Linked DNA regions of Mus musculus: all the other regions are linked to region 1. A link is a contact called in public HiChIP or PLAC-seq and promoter capture Hi-C data. All regions are on one chromosome and are shown on one strand. Each heading gives the region's core, a stretch centred on a gene start, on an enhancer-like site or on the middle of the called end of the contact. The rest is flanking DNA. Distances are from core to core; before and after follow the strand shown. Region 1 holds the start of Slco4c1 (solute carrier organic anion transporter family, member 4C1). Region 2 holds the start of Ppip5k2 (diphosphoinositol pentakisphosphate kinase 2). Region 3 has its middle 31 kb from the start of Macir.

The links. Promoter capture Hi-C pulls out the DNA fragments that hold promoters and counts their contacts. HiChIP or PLAC-seq counts read pairs in DNA pulled down with a chosen protein or histone mark.
Region 2: a contact with region 1 is called in a promoter capture Hi-C map of neutrophils, with 5 times the contacts expected there. The contact joins the promoter of Ppip5k2 here to the promoter of Slco4c1 in region 1. A contact is called at or near these places in 9 of 39 promoter capture datasets (cranial neural crest, embryonic stem cells, frontonasal cranial neural crest and 6 more), 1 of 484 Hi-C or Micro-C datasets (embryonic stem cells) and 5 of 115 datasets of contacts at active chromatin or transcription factors (embryonic forebrain, embryonic stem cells, pro-B cells and 1 more).
Region 3: an H3K4me3 HiChIP or PLAC-seq map of stem cell-derived neural progenitor cells shows a contact between it and region 1, with 4 times the contacts expected there. The contact joins the enhancer-like site here to the promoter of Slco4c1 in region 1. A contact is called at or near these places in 7 of 39 promoter capture datasets (cranial neural crest, embryonic stem cells, hippocampal neurons and 2 more), 4 of 115 datasets of contacts at active chromatin or transcription factors (embryonic stem cells and stem cell-derived neural progenitor cells) and 1 of 9 other capture datasets (embryonic stem cells).

Annotation. Positions count from the first base shown.
Region 1 is chr1:96,870,370-96,873,902 of GRCm38.p6, forward strand. Slco4c1 (solute carrier organic anion transporter family, member 4C1) reads right to left here and starts at 1,802. Exons shown (of 13, transcript NM_172658.3): 1 at 1,398-1,802. The coding sequence starts at 1,740. Panct2 (pluripotency-associated noncoding transcript 2) reads left to right here and starts at 757. Exons shown (of 4, transcript NR_131964.1): 1 at 757-887; 2 at 1,821-2,021; 3 at 2,116-2,299.
Region 2 is chr1:97,768,489-97,772,021 of GRCm38.p6, forward strand. It overlaps Ppip5k2 (diphosphoinositol pentakisphosphate kinase 2), which reads right to left and starts at 1,604. Exons shown (of 28, transcript NM_173760.5): 1 at 1,367-1,604. It overlaps Gin1 (gypsy retrotransposon integrase 1), which reads left to right and starts at 1,684. Exons shown (of 8, transcript NM_026250.3): 1 at 1,684-1,767.
Region 3 is chr1:97,628,758-97,632,290 of GRCm38.p6, forward strand. No RefSeq gene overlaps it. Among named protein-coding and RNA genes, the nearest start is that of Macir, 31 kb to the right of the region's middle. Within about 2 kb of position 1,639, at least 35 of the 459 cell types and tissues checked have an H3K27ac peak or open chromatin away from gene starts, as enhancers often do. A contact at or near this core is called in stem cell-derived neural progenitor cells, where this site is marked.

The sequences.
Region 1 (3,533 bases), core at 552-3,051:
GACATCGCAGAATAAAATCTAAGGTAAAACACAAGGTATATTTTATTTTTTAATTCTATACAGCTCTAGCAACTATCCTCTACTATCATTACTTTGGGATTAACTACAACCAAGATCAACTAGAATGAAACCATGTTGCAATAAGGAAAGGAATTCAACTACAGCAAAAACCTTCAGGAAAAGGAGCTGAACCCTACTTAGGGTCAACAAATATTTACCTAGCACCCAGAGGGTGAAGAAAGAAAAGAAGAAGAGGAACTGGGTGTCTTGAAGTAGGGGAAACAGAAATAAAATAAGAACAGGAGATGAGAGACTTCAATTTAGTTTTCTATTAATTTAGCAGAGAAACATTTCCAGTAACCCTCCACTGACTCTTGGGTTTCATTCCTTTCAACCTATCCTTGACTATTACAAAAAGTTTGGGATTATACCAAAAATGTCTGCATACCAAATTCAACTTAAATTTCATCAGGTCCTTCAAACTGTTCCACTTTTAGCCCATCCCTCCTCAGATAGTCTTCTTAGAAGAACTTCCCCTTCATTCTATCCCTTGAGTTGAAAGCAAACCCAGCAACTTCAACTTCTTCCTTTCTGCTTCCTTTTCAAAAAACACCTCCCTCGCTCCCTCCACCACACTCAAGGAACCTCCGTTTAGATTGTAAACTCCAGGGGGGATAAATCTTGGCTTAATCTGCTAGTCCCAAGGGAGTTTAAAAGGGCTCCTAGAACAAACAGACACTCGATAACTCCTGAGACTGAAGAGCTGATTAAGGTTCACCCTGCACAGCTGGAAGCCTTCTCTCATTTACTCACAGGACTGCGCTTGTCCCCACATTCTCAAATATCGAGAAAATAAGATTACCTACATCTAATCTACGCTACATAATGTAAGTACTTCTATCCTCGTTCCTCCTTTTGGAAAATCAGTCCACTCCTATTTGCAAAGCCTTTAATCCTCCCTCTGTAAAAACAAACAAATAAACAAATCCCTTCCCTAGATCTCAGTTAGATAGTAGGGTTTTAAAACACAGACTATGACTTATCGTTTTCCCAAAGGAGGATTCTCAGAACCTTCCCTAGAGGAATCCACTCTGCTAAAATGAGGCAGAACACAAAATTAGTAAAAATGCTAAGGGGGAGGGGGGAGGTGTGTTAAAATATGGACCACTCAGAATGTGGCGAACACCCGCAGGCAAGAGCGAACACCCGCAGGCAAGAGCGTCTTCAAGTTCCAAACCCAGGCATGGGGAAGTGGGGGTGGGGGGTTACCTAGAGCAGAGTCAAAGACCCGAACAGTTGGTGGGTTCCCCTGCACCTGCCTCTTTCTCTCCCCAAGCTTGACCCCACCCAACCATCAGCTCAGCCAAAGACCCCCAGAAGCTGGCGCTGGACTTTACCTTGCGTTAGGGCTAAGAGACAGTAGTGAAGCAAAAAGCCTTGGGGGGTGTTGCAGCGCTGGAGACACTGGGGGTGAAAGCCCCTCCACCCGCAAGGTCCCTCCTCAAGCTCGCTTAGCTGTGACCCCGGCGGCTCATCAGAAGCTGGGGGATTCGAAGAAGGCGGGGATGGCTCAGTTGACTTCTGAGGCTCCTCAGATTCCCGAGGCTGCGAACCCCCATTCTGATTCCTGGAGGCCACAGCAGAGACCTCCACCTGGGAGGGCGAAGCAGACGCACGGCGTGGGGTGCCTGGGCTGGAAGGGACGAAAGCCGGGTTCTCTATTCCTTTGGAGCCCTGCATGGTCAAGAAAGGTTCTCTAGACTCCTGTGTGAGTACGATCGGCAAAGGCTGGTTTCTTTTCTGGCTCCGCCCCTGGGCAGGTGACAGCGCCCTAAGGCCGGACTAGTCTCCGCCTCCCGGCCCTCCCCATCTGTCACTGCACGGTCACCGCAGCTACCCGGACACTCCCGGACCTCCGGGACCTAGGCACCTCGAGGTGTCAGCGCTGCTCTGCTCTACACCGGTCGCCCCAAGCGACAACCACAATGCTCTGTGTGGGAGTGAGACCCGGCCTCCGCCAGGTGAGAGAACAGGGCGACACTATCTCGTATGCGAGGGCGCCACTTTCAGGGATCTCAGCACAGCGGTTTTTTGTTTTTTGTTTTTCATTCTGAGCCCAGGGACCAGGAAGTGGCAGAGACTGTGGGAGTCAGTGGGCCAGCGTTCCCCCTGGGTAGGCGTATGAAAACTGCAAACACCGTTGCATCAGGAGACCTTTCAGGAAGACCTGCCTTTGCTTTTTCCTCTGCTGCTAATTTGAAGCAAGAGTCCTCTGCTCCCAGAATCAGGCTGCACTCAGGTATACTGCTTTGAATTCCATGAAAACAATAATAGTACTTTTACCTGCCAACCTTCCTAGAAACAAATCTTTCCTCATCAGCTACATTCACAAGGCAACATAGCCTTCCTTTTAGTTTTAGTTTCTCCAAACTGAAGGAATGACAAAACTTTGAAAACACATCCATGGCATTCTCTGGTGAAAGTGATGAACATTATGTAAAAAATGTGCAATATGAAACAAGAAAACTGATTGAAAACATTGATACAATTTTATGATTGACACTCATTCCAGTCTCTTTATTTACTAAGTCACTGATCATCAGGATGTATTTATTTCCCGTATGCTAAACACTGTTGGGAGTCTGGAAGAGTCTACTCACCAGGACAAGCTGGCAAATACCTCAAACACTGTGCTGCTCACAGCCCAATAGGAAGCAATCCCTAAGAATGCATACACAGAGTACTCTATAAGAATACCATAAATTCTCTCTTATAAAATCTTTTTTTTGGGGGGGGGGATTGTAAATTTTGTACTTAGTGAGTTGAGTGATTGCGATGTAAGCCACATATATGACTTTGAGGAGTCAAAAAGTAGTCTGGATTGCCACTGGACCTGGACGAGCAGAGAGAGGTAAGGACTGCTGTGTTCACTGTTATTGGCCTTTAAGTGAGTGTAATTGCTGTTACATACGCTTCACACATTGAAGAATCTGTGCCCCAAGGAGAACCAAAATCCCTCCCAAGGCAGCACACTGACAATTCATGTAGGGAACTGGAACTTAGTTTTCGCACTATCTCATTATCTGTCTTTTAATTACCTCAGCCTACATGTAATGGTTAGATTATTACATAGCCATTCTCAAAGATCAAAACAAATACTTAGCCCAGTGCGTTAGTACTTGAGATACAGAGGCAAGCAGATCTCTGTTGTGTTCAATGGCACCATGGTCTACAATGGTGAGTTCTAGGACAGCTAGAACTACATAGAAAGAGCCTGTCTCACCAACAAAAACTTCATGCTTCACTGATACGAGGTTTTGAACATAAGAAGTTCTAAATGTCAGATTCTGGGGGAATTAGCTATGATACATAATCCTCCTAGCCCTCTTCCAAAAGAATTGGATTTAAAATAGACATCGGTATAAATAGATATCATCTTATTTTCTGAGAAGTAGGAAGTATTCCAGAAAAGCTGGATTTGATGAGATGTGGTTACCCTTGTTGTAAATTTAAATAGACGAGTATAGTAGCAG
Region 2 (3,533 bases), core at 354-2,853, 900 kb after region 1:
CCTGACAATGATGTGAGTGCTCAGGGTTTTGTTTCTAATTATCAAACATTTCAAATTATCAGAAAAACTAAATGAACTACTCTTATGCCTAGTATTAGATTCAATAGTCTATCAATTGTTAAATTTAATACCTTTATAATTACCTAAAAACTGAGATAGCAAGCATTGTACAATTATGAGCCTTCTAGTCATCAGTTTTTCCACTTGCCTTTTCAAAAAATAGCCTATGCTGCAGAAAATACATTCGACAGTCTGAAATATGTAATTCTACAGCACATACAGAATTTGCAGAAAGATCACGACTGTCATTTGTCACACACATATACACAAGCACACTATGGATGCATAACCTCTGATAGTTAGTGAAGAAACTGGAATAACAAGAGCAATGGCAGGACAATAGAATACAGATGCTGGATTCAGATCTAGTTTCTAGTAAACACTCAAAGGTTTTCCTGTGGCAAAATGTAACCAGGGTAAGTTCCACTACCTCACTAACTTTCCATTTTCCGGCTTAAAAATATAATAACCTAACAACCTTCACGAGCCTCTTGAAAGGATGAATGACAATATATGTGCAAACCATGTGGTACTGTTACACACTAATATCAGCTATCGTTATATTATTGCTCAAAAACCACGGGTTTCAGTTAGAAAAAAAAAACTGTAATAGTGAAACAAAATCCTGCCCCGGTATAGGCTAATGCTTAAGTCAGCCATGCTTCCTACTTCTGTGTCTTCCAGGACGCAAAAAGCAAAACGACCATTACCACAAACCTCAAGAATGGTAACTCTCAGGAAGTTGTCCAGAACCTCCAGGATGAGATCCAAAGGTCACTATCTACATGGGAGGACGCAACGCTGTGTAATCGATAAGGCGCGGGTGCGGCATTGACCTGCAACCTCGTCTCTTACCTTGCAACGCCGCTGTGCACACACACACAGTGCTTTTGTTCTTTGGAAGTGGGTGTGGAAAGCAAAGACAAGCAGAGCAAAGGATAGGGAATGAAACAGACACCTCTCCCCACAGAAGAAGCCAAACAACGGCGCACCCCTCGGTGAACGGAGATCCAAATACAAGTCGAACGTGGGTAGCTCCCTAACTAGCGGGACTGCAATTTCGGGCTTTTCAAACTCTAGAAATGAAAAGAGGAAGCGACTCGGGAAGCGGAGGAGAAATCAAGCCTGAAAGGGACCCTGGGGATGTTCTGTCACTCGTCCACAAGCACGCTGCCCTCCGCGACTGTCCGTGGCTCTTGCAAGACCACGTGTCCCGCATCCGCACCGTGGAGCAGAGACAAAGCAAACACCTGGAGGCGGCGGCGAGCCTCGGGCTGCCGGAGATGTCGCCTCTCCCGGTCCTCACCTGCCGTGGCTGCGGGCAGCAAGCGATCTGCGGGAGATGCTTGAGCCCATCCAGGTTTCGGTTCCTCCCCCTTTAATTGCGGGGGCGAGGGAAGGACGCTTGTGCCGAGGCGGCTCTCGGAGGCGTGGACCTGAAGCTTCCCTCGCCGGCCACCGCGGAACCGCTGGCACTGGCACACCTCAGGAGCCTCCGACACGCCTCTTCCCTGCCCGCCCTCCACAGGGCTCCCACGGAAACTGCACCGGCCGGAACAGTTTCCGGCGGACCAACGACCCGCCTGAGCCTTCCTGTTCCACAAGCGCCACCAGAACTCCGACCCCCGGCAGTTCCGCTTCCGGTAGCACCAGATAAATCGCGAGAGGAGAGTTAAAAACCTGCCGTTTGCACTTAGGACCACTTCGGTGAGTGGTCGTTCTAGTGTGTTCTGTCATACCTATTTTTCTTTATTTTTTTCTTCATTTTTTTTAAAAACGGAGACGTAGCCTTCCAGTAACTTTAAAACGGTCCCCTTCGACTGCTCTAAGGACGGGTTTGACTAGCGGAGGTTTCGCGCAGGCGCCGTTTGGGGCGGGAGGGCCTTGAACTTGCACAGCGCCGCGGATGGTGGCTGCAAAGAGGCGAGGACTGTTGGGCTCAGGGAGGTGGCGACTCGGTATAATTGAGCTGTCAACGGTCCTTTTCCTGCTTAGGCAAGGATTAGCGGGACCTAGCCCTCAGGGGTCCGTTAACGAGGTGTCAAAAAGCTTGCGGAGCTCTCCCTTGCCGGCGGCGGCGAATGCTGGACTGCCTTCAAAACTCGAGTGCAGCGGCGCTTGTCCGAAGCTGGAGGAGTTTCGTCCTGCATAGTAGTCACCATTCAGTGTGAAAACGTACACCTGTGTAAAGGAACGAGCTCAAGGGGGGTGGGGTGGGGACCTTAAAGCTCTAAAGGGAAAATACACTTTTTAAAAAAATCTCAATTTTCAAAATGGACCTGAATTTGTCCTGTGCGGCTTTATCTGTATGCATATGGAAATAAAGGGAAAAGAGGCAGGGTATGGTCTGAAGTATTGCCGCCTCAGGCTTATCCCTGCCTCCTCCCAGTTAATATATAATTGTACGGGTTCAGTTTTCAGAGATTAAAGCAGAATAATTCAAAAGTCGGAACCCTAATCCCACAATCCTGTGTTTATTAAAACATTACAACTTTTGTGTTTTGAAGTTAGAATACAAACTTACTGTGTAACCTTTCATTGGCTTTAATAGTAGCTTCATGCTAAAAATAAAAAGAATAGTTAATTGTTTTCATTGGTTACGCAAGACAAAATTATAGATGTTAAGCAATAAGTATTGGTAAAAATATTTGTTGTTCTTAACGTTGTACGAGGAACATGCTGTAAAGACCTAATCAAATATCCTGATGAAATTGCAACACTTTGGTGCTCAGCTTTTAACGGAATGCATATGCCCAGCTGCCTCACCCGAGCTGACCGGCCTCCCTATCATGGGACACAGGGCTGTCCAACTGTGACTCAGAATAAACCATTCTCCTTGGTGCCTTTCCTGCTCATTTTATAGTAACAGTGACACGGTAGCTAATGTGGGCAGCTCTCACAATTGAGAGGCTTCTGTACAGCAAAGGAAACATTTGAGTGAAAAGATACCCTGCATAGTAGGGAAAAACCATTCCCACTAGTAGAAGACTGCTGCCTGGAATGTGCAGAGAAATCAAAATACTAAGGAAAAAATACAGAATCCAGTTTTATAAGTGGGTAAAGGACTGAGTGAAAAATTCTCAAAAGAGAAATACATGTCATCGAAACTATGTTTTAAAACTGTTAAACATCTTTATCCACTAGGTAAATGCAGATTAAGACAAATTTGAAATTTCATCTTAGGCCATTAAGGTCACCATCCTTAAGAGGTCAAATAACAAAATGACAAAAGCATGCAGAGGTGGGAGGAAGGGAGCTCTTATTCAGTTCTGGTGGGGTATGAACGGGTGCGGCACTACATGGGAGTAAGCTCGGGGCCTCTCACAAACTAAAACTAGAACTTCCACGTGACCCAACTCTCCGGCTTCTGGGCATATCCCAGGGTATGTGAATATTTTCACAGAGACATTTACATACCTTTGCTTACTGCTCTTGTATTCACATTAGCAAGGAAATGAGATCACTCCAGATGT
Region 3 (3,533 bases), core at 389-2,888, 760 kb after region 1:
GCTTTGCTTACGAACCTACTTAAGCACTTCTTATGCCTTATTTCAATTATTTCACTAATGTGCACACACAGTTATGGCTGCTTCCTGGGGAGTGTGCAATTTAGACATTTAAAAACACACCCTCAATGTACATATTTTGACCTCGAAGCCTTCCCAACCCACTTGAGATTTACTATTTAGGAAATCTATCTCCACTGCCTTTTATAGCACCAGAGTAACCACTGAGGACAGCTCTCAGGTTCGTAACTGTAATGAGTGCCAACGCATCAGCAGTGAGACCACTCGGGCATTCCGCCCTCACTCCCCAGCTCTGTACAAGATGCTTCAGTGCAGCTTACTAGGTAAATGTCACAGTTCCATGCCACATGCCTCAAGGACTTTTCCCAGCACTAATATGCCTACTTCAGGATGAGCAACACTTCAACCCCATCAGAATTAGCCATCCTCTAAATTCAATGTAATAAGACTGCGTTTTCCTCACTGTTCTGCCTTTGCGCATAATTTATTATCATTTCACATGAGAAGATAAAGCTCAGAGCACACATTCACGACGCCCTTACCCTTTGCAGTTTTAAATACTGGTAGCAACTCCAACTATAATTAGGTGTCTTCTCAGAGCACCTATCAGAATTCCCACTGAAGGGGAGGTCAGAGGCCAGATGTCAGTGTTTACTACCATAAGGTATCCTCAAATTCCCTTTTAGTCTTTCAGGAGATAAAAAGGGGGGGGGGGAGCCACAAACTCATACTCACAGTCCCTGCAGAATTCTTCGTGTCCTGGCAAAGCTAGGAAAACCAGGACTGCCCAGGGTCATTTCAAAGACTATAAATGTACTTAATATGTGTATATAAACTTGGTCTTTTTATTTTTTCCTTTCTTTCTTGTAGCTTCTGAACGTACCTGAAACATCACAGATACCATAGTATATATACAAATGGAAAAGAAAAGAAAGCAAGCTATGACTGCTAACTAGTATCTAATACCAAAATACAATGTCTGCTGAGTACGATGTCAGACAGCCCTCAGCATCATGGCAGCCTCTTGATGAAGGGAAATATTTTCATCTAGGACTTCCCGGGAAAGGTCTTAGCTACATGGAGATGAAACAAGAACAAAACCGTCCTGTTCAGAAGAGTCTCACAGGTGGGAAAAGGGAAGACCTAATTCATTGGATCTGTCTCTTGTCCTCACCTAAATATGTTGGCTGTGTACTAACCTGACAAACGGGCTCATGGTTCTTATTGCAAAAGTAGGTACCAACCTCAGAAGTCCCATTTTCTCAAAAGCAGAGCATCCCATCCCAGCACCCCATCAAGTCAGGTGCCAAGGACACTAACTGCATTACAGTTCCCACCCTACTCACACAGTTAAAGCACAGATGCATCACAAGATCACTGTCCCTCTCAGTTTAATGGGTCTTTGTTTTCGGAGAACAACAGGAATTATAGGAGCAGAGGTCTTGCATCATCCAACTATAAATAGCTGTTGTTAAATGTGGTTCTCTGTTGTTCGAGTTTCAAAATGAAGCTGATACTTGGAAGAGAACGTTCATCTATTGGACAGTTTACGGTTCCCAATGATGTCATCGTATCTAGGTGATTAAGGACCTATTTGGTTTTCCAATCACACAAATCAGCAGCTCTCAAAGGGAATTTTAATCAGAAGCCTTGCCTGCTGAGCTAAGACTGTCCCTGGGAACAAGGCATTACTAACCTTTCCTGCATAGCAAATTTAAATTTGAATCATTGGGCTGCTTAGGATTTCTGCCATTTCCCAGTGGAATAAGATTAGAGATGAACTTTCAGGTTCATCCATACATTACAAACACAAACGCAGAAGCTGTGAAGAGCCAGAAGCAGAGTGATGTCTTTCCCTGGACGCAAAGGTCACTGCTGTTTTCGTCCATTCATTCCAGCTGACCACGTCTCCCTACGCTGACTGTCCCATTTAGAGAACTCAAATTGGAAAATAGCTGTCCTTACGAGTTTGCAGCATGGTCTGCATTAAGATCATCTACTAAATTTAACTTTGTTCTCCTTTGTATGTCAAAGGGAAAGTAGTTTCCCTTGTGACAAAACAGACCTAAAATGCTTCATTTTTTTTAACGTGGAAAATAATGTTATATTTATCAAAATAGTACTATTTTTCCTTGTATGACTGAGGAGTAAAAAGAAAATAAAATCCCTAGGTAAATATTTTTAGAGAGATTTGTTTACTGTCAAAATAAGCATCTTAAGGCACAAACTCATGAAGCTGCTAGGTTATCAGGTATTCATTAGGCAGAATGAGGAATCACAGCAAACAGATCCCACAAGATAGGATGGAAATCACATAGCAAACAAATCCCTAACCACTGTGGAAGCAATGTATGAAAAACGTCAATGCTCATCACATGATCTCTGCCATGAGGTTCCAAACTGTTTTCCCATTTCTAAAGCTATAATCATAAAGGGTGTCTATCATGAAATAACATGCAGGATACTACACCATCCAAGTTAGTAACTGAAGACCCAGAAGACGGGACCTAGAAGAACTTAACCTACAGTTACACCAAAATATGAGGGAAACGAGCAGCTTAGGGCTTCTGATGCCCACTATAAAACATATTGTCTGAAAGAAAGGTCATTCTCTAAGGTCATTCTGCATTTTCCCCTAAACACATGTGGAGTGAGATGTTTTCATTTTAATCCCAGGTGTGGGGATATGGGGCTGCTTCACAACAGGCGACTATGATTTTCTCATGATCTAGCAGGGGCATGATTTTGCCAACTGTAAATATTTTCTGTAAATATGTGACATTTGAAATTCTTGGAACTTTCCAAAGGGTATATACATGCTAGGGCCCCAAGAGGCATGGCGGGTTGATGGTTGGTTGCAGTTTGTTAAGTAGTTGTGTACAAAGAAAGAGAAAAGGAGGAGGAGGAGGAAAAGAAATTAGGTATCCTGACAGCAAAGAGCAGACCTGCCCTAAGGAACTACATGCCCCTAATCAGCAGGAAGTGGTGTAACAATACCCTTGCCCCCTTTCTACCCCACTTTATTTGGGATTTCTTTCTCTCTCCTCTCTATCCTTCTTTCTCTCCTACCTAGTGTTAGGGGATTGAAAAAAGGAATCCACAAAGTAGTCAAAGACAGTTACATACCTGGCCTTGAAAGTTAACTGAAAGTTAATCTTCAGTCTAATTTAGGTAGCTACACAGTAATATTTAATTCCAAAATAAGTTAATTATCTCTACGTATCAGGAAACACTTAACAATTTTTACATTTGTGGGGAGGCGTGTGTGGGTGTGTATGTGTGAGAGAGGGGAGCAGGGGGGGAGAGATGGGGGAGGGAGAGAGTTACTTTTGAAGAACAACTTCGAGGAGTTGCTTCCCTCCTCCCACCATATTAAGTCTGTCAGGTCATCAGGATTGGCAAGAAGCATCTAAACCGGCCAAGTCATCTCCTCAGCCCGCTTACAAACATTTTAATAGTCTGGTTCTTCTAGGCCTAAAAGCAATTGGCTTCTGGAGGAAAGGAATGAGGAACTG